Linked DNA regions of Anas platyrhynchos: region 2 is linked to region 1. A link is a contact called in public Hi-C data. All regions are on one chromosome and are shown on one strand. Each heading gives the region's core, a stretch centred on a gene start, on an enhancer-like site or on the middle of the called end of the contact. The rest is flanking DNA. Distances are from core to core; before and after follow the strand shown.

Region 1 (4,834 bases), core at 1,085-3,584:
GCAGATGATGCATTTGTTGGATTTTCTTATGCACCACCTTCTGAAGATATGTTTTCCTAGGAAGTTAGAAGCCAACGGTGTTTTGGAAGTCTTGGGATGAACTGAAATCTTAGAGTTATGAACACATTCCAAAATAGTGTAACCTGTGCCTCGTTTTGTATGTAGGTTTAAAACCTATGAACAAACTTTCTCTGCTGTATAGGAGGAATTTGGGCATTTTGGATGGCTTTCTTTGGGGTCTGAACTGTTTATTCCTGCTGCAGAAAATATTTTTAAAAACTTTAAATAATGTTCTCTACATTTACGTATTTTTTTAAGCAAAAACACTGACTGTTCTCCTCAGTCCCTTCAAGTTTACATTCATATGTATCTAAGATTAGGCTGGCACAAAAAGCAGCAAATTTAGTAAATTTATAAATGCCTTTGTACCTATTTACAGTGACTTTGTGCTTGAATTGTAACTATGCAAATTGTCTTTTGTATATCCTGGTTTAAAAAAGGTGAATGTTTTCCCTGTTTTATCAGTTTGAAATTTGTTAACTTAACCTGTCAGCACTTAAATGAAGGTTTAATTTAAGTTAACACTGAGATGCTTCGAGGATTTCTGTAGAATGAAGAGCTGGGCATGTAAAACTGGATTGTCGTTTTTGCATTTGCTAGAGTACCTAATTCACTCAACTGGATTATGAGGCATGGGGGATTACTCAAAGCAAGGATAGAACAAATTAACTGTATTGAATTGATAACATTACTGATCACGTGTTCTACCTTTTTTCCTCCCTGAGGTAAATGTCTGGATTTCAACTGCATTAAAAATATTTTTTGTTAAAACTCTGCTTTTCCAAAGATATAATTAGCAATAATCACCGCTACTTTGAAAGGCTATCTTGCTTTAACCTTCCAGGGATGGGTGGTGAGGGGATCATGCCAAATATTTAAGCATTTTTCTCACTGGTATATAGCTTGAAACACTAATTATGTTCCAAATCGATTGTACTTAAACATGCATAGCTACTTGTCCTTCTGTCTCCCATTTTGCACCATTTTTAAATCTTCACTTGATATTTGGAAGAAGTAATGTAAATTACGTCGGTAATTTTTAGAATGTGAAAAGTTATTGTATTTCTCGTAACATACACGTGTATGGACAAACTGATCGTTCTGATCAACTTCTGTTTAAGGAAAACTTTTAACAATGCAAAAATTGACCGCAGTTACAGCGTGTAAAAGCCTATTATGGTAGTATTATATATTACCTGTAAATAACAACTTATTTTTGTCTGTTACTTCAAAAAACGCTCTGTGTTTTTTTGTTCATAAATGCATTCAGTTAAATGCCTTGGTTTGAGAGAAGTCTGGTAAGACACAGAGGAGCAGCCAGAGTTAAGTGTTAGATAAATTTCAGTATCTAAATGGTTTCCTTTCTGATGAAGTAAGAACTAGCTAAGAGAACTACTACTTGCATTGCATCAAGATCAGTTAAAAATTGAGAATATCACGAACAATTGTCTGTCAAATCATAATTCTTCTGAAATTAATGTTATCAACAGCAAAAAAAAAAGTGGAAGCTAAAACAGGATTCTTTGCTTATTCCACTTCTCTTGCATAATGCTTGAGTAATGCTGAATAGTTGGTGTGTGAGGTATGGGAAGAAGTCTCTGGGTAAAATATGAACGAATTAACATTGGAAGGGAAGGAAGGAAGGGGGACTATCATTTGTGGGAGTGGAGCAGTGCTCATTTCCCATAGTGCCACTGTAAAGTTTTGAGAAGTTTGGAAATAATCTATGCAGCTGTTCAGGATAGCAGTAACTAAATGAATCACATTCTTGCAGTTGTAATTGTTTGGCAGCAAGCCTTTTTTTTTTTTTTTTTCTTCTCTCCAATAGGCCTTTCTAATGGAGTAGAAGGGATAAATTGATTTGAAGAAAGGAAATACCCATTCTCATACTAAGCTTTTACTCTTCATACACCTGAAATGATTCTGCAAGCTGCTGGAACAGCATTCTGCTTACCACAGGGAAATGTACTGCAACTTTTTTTTTTTTTTTTTTTGCCTCTCACAACAAAGAAGTGCAGTACTGTAGAGAGATGACAAGGAAGGAGAATACTTCAGTGTGGTACATGCTGCACCCCTTCACTTGTCCTCTATTTCCACGATGCCTAGAGCTAGTCACCTGCTTGGGTTAAAAGATGTGGAGCTTCTTTATTTTGCCTTTCTTGTCAAATGTATTGTTCCCCCCTTTTTTAAGATGACAATGGTAGTTATTGCTTGCTTAATTTGTTGCTTATTTGTTTTGTTGTTGTTTTTTTTTTTTTTTTTTCTTTCGGCAAGCTGTGCCTTTTTGGCTAAGTGTGAATGTGTCAACATTTCACTTCAAATACTTAGGTTCGTTTTGTTCCTTAGGTTCATTTTGTTCCTTCTGCTGTATTTCATATTGTGAAATGCCCCCGTTAGATCAGGACTCGCACAGGTAGAGTAACCAACAGTGTGCAAAACCAAGCAGTAAAACCTCGCGCTACTTCCATAGGTCTTGTTGTGTACCTCTCTGCATTTCATGGTAATGCTTTGCAGAGATGACTGGATTTAAGGTGTGGTAGCCTCTTCACAGAAGGCAGAGTTGAAAAGGCAAGATTGGATGTGGTGCTTAGGGACATGATTTAGCAATATATTGGTAGTAGGGGGGTGGTTGCACCAGATGATCTCGAAGGTCTCTTCCAACCTTAATGATTCTATGAAATCTGAAATGATAGTAAAATCTGGATAGTAGAGCTGCAGGGAGCCTACAGAGGCATGACCTATGCCATTCCCTTCCTCAGGTGGCAACCAGTTGATAAAGGGAGGCAGGAGCAGTGGTGGTGCACGGTGGTTGGAAAAACATTAACTGAAATAAGACACAAAGTTTTGTGGTGCAGTCTGGAGGGGTAAGTTTGCTTACGCTAAACACAGTAGACTCTGTAGTGTTTATTAATGATTGTTTTTAAAGCCATCCTGGGCTTTACTATTTATTTACTGTAGGGTCGGTGCGCGGTGCCTGCCAGAGCCGCGGCCGCCCTGAGGGGGCTCGGGCTCGGTGTTTCCCCCCTCAGCGGCCGCGGGAACTTTTCCCGCCCAGCGCCAACGGCTGCCGGGCTGAGGCGAGAGGGGGGCGCAGGCGGCCCCCTCTTGCCGCCGGGCTCCCCTCAGCCCCCCGCTGCTCCCGGGGGACAACCTGGGGCAGGGAGGGAGAGAAGGAATTGTCCTGAGGTGGTTTGGGGCTCTGTTAGGTTTGAATCCCTTCGTGTGGGAGATTTTGAGGTATGGAGCAGCAATTGTGTGGGAGTAATCCCAAAGAAACTGAAAAAGAATCCCTAACATAAATTCTTCTTCAATTTGTGCTTAAAATTTGATACCTCAGGCCACTGCAACACATCTAGCCAGCCCACAAGGTGCGTTTCTCAGAGAAGTTTTACACAACAACCATAAGGGTGCACCGCAGGTACCCAGTTATTTCACTGACAAATATTGATCTGTCTGTACAACAACACCCAGTTCTGTGGCTTCCTGCAGGTTATCGTTTGTAAACAAAGAGCTTTGCTTTCTCTTCAGCCTATAAATTCTGTGATTTTGTCCTGTGCCAAGTAGTTATATCTATTTTTGAAGATTTAAGTGTGGCTTCACATTGGCCGTTTACAGAGAAGACAGATGATGCTTTTTGAAAGAAAATCTGTAAGGCAGTAAAATAGATGTGATAGAATACCACATTTTGGCCTTAGTTCTCCTTCTACAGTAAATTTGTAAGTGAAGTGCTTCATGTGGTGAGATTCTACTCTTAAAAATGCAGATATGGAAGTAATGCGCAATGAGAAAACACTGGTCATGGTCACCTTCCAGACCAAAACTCTAGTCCTGAAGGTTTTTTTCCATCAGAAGTAAGAACTGATCTGTGTACACTGACAAACACAAGTGTGTGCAAGAGCTGTGCATTAAATGAATGCTACAGGAGGTGACAGCAAACTGAGAAAGTCCGATTTAAGAAAAGATGTTGACTGGTTTCATACTTCCAACAACTATGACAGACAGCTTTCTCAGATAAAGCAGTTATTTAAGTCTTACTTTTGCTAGGATGATTATGCCTATAAATTACATAGGCAGGGCTAAATGCAGCCTTTAATTTGATGGGTTATGGGTCAGACAGTTAAATAATTCATTAATAAGAGAAGAAAAATACTAAAGCATTCTGTAAAAATTGACTTTGTGGGTGTAATATGCTTCAGCCATTGGAAAGAGCTTCCCATTTAATGGTAGTATTAAAAATTTTAAAGAATAACATTGAAAAAAATACTCTAATTTTGTATGGCTTTTTTAACATATATCTTTATTATTATTTCAGCATGGCAAATTCTGACCTAATTTCTTGACAGCTTGTTCTCACATTTTGATTAAGAGTACAAAGATATTTTTGGAAAATGGAGGAAGAAATACAGAAAATGAAGGAAATTGGCCTTATTTACCTTGACAGAAGTGGTGGCCTTCAGAAATTCATGCACGATTGCAAAAAATATAACGGTATTGCTCACTCAGTAGATAATCTGTTAGCATTGATATTTATTGTTAAATAAACCTATTATTTTTAAAACACTTTTTGCTCCTGCAGACTCAAAACAAAGTTACGCTGTTTATCGTTTTGTTATTTCAATAAATCCTTCTGATATTGCTGAATTGGATGCAACTCTTGGAAACTACATTCTTCATAATCCCATAAAAGCTGCAGAGATTTTTCAGTCAGTAAGTGTATATTTGTGGTCAGAGATGACAAAAAATACATCTCTTTATATTTTAACTAGATTTTCCT
Region 2 (4,834 bases), core at 1,586-4,085, 160 kb before region 1:
GCCTTACTTTAGTATCGGGGCATCTTTCAGTTCCATCAGTAGAGTATGTAACTTCACCCTCTCAAAGTAAGGAGCTGCTTGCTCTTGCTGTTTTTAAAACTTGGTCCCTAATGTGCAGAGGATAAGGGTTATCTGTCCCCAACATCCATGCTGTATCTGTATCTAAATACTTTTTGTGTTTCTGTATCCGAGAGACTTGCACAGAGAAGGCTGACCACACAGGGGGTTGAACATACATTTCCCAAATACCAGGCGAGTTGCCGTAACCACTTTCTCTTTACTCTCTGTTCCAGCCATGGAATGTCCTACCCTATTTCTGGTTTGGTGAAAACTTACAAACCAAAGGATTATAACGTGGATCACTCTTTAGTGGTAAAATTTGGTTTATCTTTGTTTCCCTATCATACACTTCAGTTCTCTGTTATCTCACATTGCTGAGAGTTAAAGCACATTGATGGTACAAGCAGATGTGCTGTTAATGTGTTTTTTTGTTTGTTTGTTTGTCTGTTTTTTTCCAGCCACATGGCCTGTCTGTGGTGCTGACATCCCCAGCAGTGTTTGCTTTCACAGCACAGGTACATCCTGAGCGGCACTTGGAAGCTGCAGAAATACTAGGTAGGAATCTCTGTGAATATTGAATTTGTTCCAAAATGTCTTTTCGGGAGGGGAAGAAATGTGTGGAAGCAGTCATAGTTGTTGCAGAGGTTTGGAATTTAAAACAAAACAAAAAACAAGTGTTGGGCTCTGGTGTCCAGTTTTTTATTTTGGATTAAGTAATTAAAGAAGCAAACTGGAGAATTGTGCTTCTTGACTAGAAAACTGGAAAGCTGAAATTCACTAGATACCTTACAGATCAGGAGAGTGTAACTGTGATCAACATTTCTTGGTGCTTTATGGAGAGAAGTTACTTTAAAGCAGATACCATAAAATAAACCAATGCTCAGCTGCATCTGTTTGCAAAAAGAAAGCATTTTGCCCAACAAATCCCCTGCTGTTGCACTGAATTAGGACAGAGTGGTGTTCTGGATCGCTCCTGCTCCTTTTCCAAGGCAAACAATAACCGTGGCTTTCTGTCCTTCTAACGTAGGTGTAAGATAGTAGATTAGATTATCTGTAGGTGATGGAATTTCTCAGTGGCTGATACCAAGGGATAGCACAGAGTAGCTGTTCCGTGGACACCTCTGCGATGGCTCAGCTGCCCTTTTCTGCTCCTTACCAGAATGACAATAAATGCTGCAAGCCGACAACACATTTTAAGATTTCCTTTTTGTACAGTGGCTCATAAATCCGTACAGCCCTTTGCTGGAAGATGTCCTGGAGCTAGGATAGCTTTGTTGCACCCCCAGCACGGCTATGTATAGCAAACCAGCTCTCAGTGACGTAGTCCTGGAGCTGTTAGCAGCCTTGCTGTGACAGCATGGCTCTCCTGTGGGTTCATTTATTTATATCTAAGGCCAGCTTTGCTGCCTGCACTCAGTTCTGTGTTGTAGCTAAACTGCAGCTAATACCCGTGCTCTCTATCTTGAGGAGTGAGCAACCACAGTCATGTGCACAGCAGCGTAGACAGCAGAGAGAAAGTGGGTAGAGCAACTCTCCTGGTATTTGGAAAATTCGTACTCAATCCCTTGTATGGTCAGCCTTCTGCCTGCAAGTCGCAGCAGTCCAGCCATGTGTATGGCTTCCCTGTGTATGTAGGCTGAAAGCACCGTGCTTCTCAGCAAAGACTCCTGGATAGACAGTGAAAATACCACAGCTGTATTGCAGAGGGTGTAAAACAACATGCTCAGGAATAAATAGATTGGAGGAGAGTTCCGTTTATTTTATTATTTTTGGTTCTGAGATTTGCTCAGCCGTCCTCCTGCAGCCCTGCCTGTGGTCATAAACAGAACACAACCTCACAGCCTAGCTGGAGAGATACTTAGCTACAAAATGCCTGTGTTCCTGCAGCAGTAGCATACAGCTCATATAAAGTGGGCTGTTGTCAGATAACTGGCCTGCACAGCGTATCGGAGAGTTTGATCTCTGGCTCCCTGATTTTAAAACTCGCTGTTGAAAAGTAGTTCCTTTAGGTTTTGTGGTTTGAACAGCTGCCATCAATTCTGCTTCTAGAAGCTCCGTTAATATTCTCAATAGAAATTTAAGCTCTGTTAGTGTCTGCCTTGCTGTAAAGTGTCCCTGCTGAAAAGATGTCACGTGGAAGTGAAGTTATTAACTCCCACCTGGGGTGTTTGCTCTTGATTCAAGTCTGGAATCCAACTGACTCCAGTAGCTGATTCAAATCTGTCATGTTGCCAGATGCAGTGACTGAGGAGCTATTTTATAATGTGGAGAAGATTACTAAATAGTCATGTTGTGTGTATGTACAGCTGTGAATTTGGGTACAGCCAGAAAAAGCTTAATACCTCCTCGGGTGGATTCTTTAACAGTAGAAATAAGTGTGTGTGTGGCCAGAAATGTTCGGAGTGCAGTCAGTGACTAATGGATCCTTTAGGCTGAGCAAAAAGAAAATAACAAAACCTTTTTTTGTCCTTTTTTTTTTCCCCCACTCCCTTTCCCTTTTCACTTTACTACCTGAAGATAGTGGATCACCTTTATGTCCCGATGCCTCCTCTACAATTAAGCTCAGGTAGCATGACATTGCCCTGTGGCATCAGTCTGCATACAGTACTCTGTCATGTTATTCATCAATTTCTCCCTGACGGTCTCTACCCCAGTACTGCCCCTCTTACTACCCAAATATCCGAGCTCCTCAAATGAGTTTGTTGGTCTCCTGTTCGCTTAGTCACCCGTGCATGTTACCCTGAACCGCAGGAGGGTCACAGAAAACATTTCTCCCGTAGCTATGTTGTGCTCTTACTCATCTCTCAGCATGGTTCTTGGGCCCAGCATAGTTCTGGTGTAACATCATCGAGGTTACGCAGAGAACAAACTTGGCTCAGCTTGCTTGGAAGAGAAATCACAGGGAGGAAGCTCCATCTTCTATAGGGACGTGCAGGTTTTTTTATTATTATTTTTTTTTAATTCTTGACCATTCATTGAAGAAGGGGGAGCAAGCTATTCTGTAATTTTGTATTTCAGTTTATATTGAAGCTTTCATTGCTGTACAGTGGATGTCTCAAAGATAGCAATTCCTCCTCTTCCATTCTGTGTTATCCTACACAAGGAAGCACAGATTCAAACAGCATTAACTGCAGGATTTATTTAACCTATTAAACCTCTGCCCTGCCAGCTCCTATCTTTCTCGGCCTCTGCACTCTCGTCCTCTCTTTGAATGTGCAATTAAACAGAGCAAGTAGGAAATTATTTGGTCACTGGTTTCCATGTCCTCTAGATGTCAGCAAACTCAAGGCCTTAAAATAAAAGTAGCATCTGGCAGGCTGTCCATAAAAAATAAATAATGCTGACGTTCATGTGCTAGCTTCTTTCCTCCCAGCAGTTAGTCAGACTGAAGAGTGCTTCTCCCTGTAAGCACAGAGGGAGAGGAAGCTAACTCCATGTGGCAGTTAGTATTTCTGGCAGTGGTTACCTGCTTCTCCTGATCTTGTTTTATTTCACCTTTTACCAATCACCCTGACTGTAAAATGAAGACTGATTCCTCTTTTTACTTCATGTTGCTTTTAGGGCAGCGACTGTTATGTATGGATATGTATTCAGCTGATATTATGATTAAATTAAGTCCAGAACAGGCTTCCTCCTCTCTCTCCACCCTACAGTCAAGGCATTATGTCTTATTTTAGGAGCTGACATCCGCACTGCCAGAATCAAAGACGCGGGGTTTATTTTGGCAGACACGCTCCGGAAATTCCTATTTGATCTGAATGTTGATGATGGCTTAGCTGCAATTGGGTATTCTAAAGCAGACATCCCTGCATTAGTCAAAGGCACTCTGCCTCAGGTAAGACAGAAAGTAAAAGTTTTTTCTCATCAAATGAAATAGAGCAGATTTAAAAAAAAAAAAAACAGAAGGGTTTCTTTTCAAGCAAATGTTGTTTATAGTCCTACATGAAAACACAATGGAGAAAGTAAGGTATAGTCAACTGTTCTTCTCTCTACATGGTGTAAGTTTTATTTTCAGGGAGATGGTGTGCATGCTGCAGTCTGTTCTTTGCATGGGTCCAGAAAGAACAGGGTGTTTTTTAAACTCCAAGTTTTTAAAAAAGGGGATGGTTTTCGTAGAGCTTTGATCTTGGTGGAATAAACTGTTTTCTCTTAAATATCTCTGTTAGTTGTATGTGCAGGATGGGTTAAAGATAAAACCTTAACACCAAGCACTACTTGGTAAGAATGGCGAAGCTGACTTTGCAATAAACTTTTCCATACTGAGAAGTCACACTTTTTTTTCCACAGATGGCTTTTTTGTTCCATTGACCCCCATCAGAATTTGAAATAAGGTCCCCTGGGACGGTGTAGTTTAAACTTGTAATACCCTTTATTGTTTCAGTGCTCACAAAGACACTGCAAAAAGCAACACACCACACCAAAAGCAAAATCCGGTGTCTTCCTTGTAAAAAGACAGCTCAATTCATGTGCTATGGACTGCTCTGTCTATTCAGGATTTATTTCCACCAAATAGCAAGGGAAATAAACAATATGGTGAAAATGAAAAATTTGTAGGCTGAAAGGTTAATCACTTCTTGCAGCAGGATCTCTTATCATGTCTAGTTCTCATTGATAAATCTCAGAGTAGCTTACAATAGAGAGTAAATAATGATACTCCTATTTTACACCTGAGGAAATGAGACCCAGAGATGCAGCTACTTGGGATCAAGTGGCAAAGCCAGGAAGAAGTAGTGTCAGAGTATGCATCAAATAGGTTATGCACATAAATTGTTAT

The links. Hi-C and Micro-C count contacts between places; a contact is called where the count stands out from the background.
Region 2: a Hi-C map of liver shows a contact between it and region 1, with 3 times the contacts expected there. The contact joins the enhancer-like site here to the promoter of MCMDC2 in region 1. A contact is called at or near these places in 3 of 8 Hi-C or Micro-C datasets (liver, skeletal muscle and subcutaneous adipose tissue).

Annotation. Positions count from the first base shown.
Region 1 is chr2:35,955,049-35,959,882 of IASCAAS_PekinDuck_T2T, reverse strand. MCMDC2 (minichromosome maintenance domain containing 2) reads left to right here and starts at 2,334. Exons shown (of 15, transcript XM_072034563.1): 1 at 2,334-3,297; 2 at 4,427-4,548; 3 at 4,637-4,767. The coding sequence starts at 4,449. It overlaps SGK3 (serum/glucocorticoid regulated kinase family member 3), which reads left to right. Exons shown (of 17, transcript XM_038174552.2): 17 at 1-831. The coding sequence ends at 60.
Region 2 is chr2:36,120,227-36,125,060 of IASCAAS_PekinDuck_T2T, reverse strand. ADHFE1 (alcohol dehydrogenase iron containing 1) reads left to right here. Exons shown (of 15, transcript XM_038174900.2): 11 at 294-372; 12 at 519-615; 13 at 3,738-3,895. Among named protein-coding and RNA genes, the nearest start is that of ADHFE1, 13 kb to the left of the region's middle. Within about 2 kb of position 2,835, at least 4 of the 8 cell types and tissues checked have an H3K27ac peak or open chromatin away from gene starts, as enhancers often do. A contact at or near this core is called in subcutaneous adipose tissue, where this site is marked.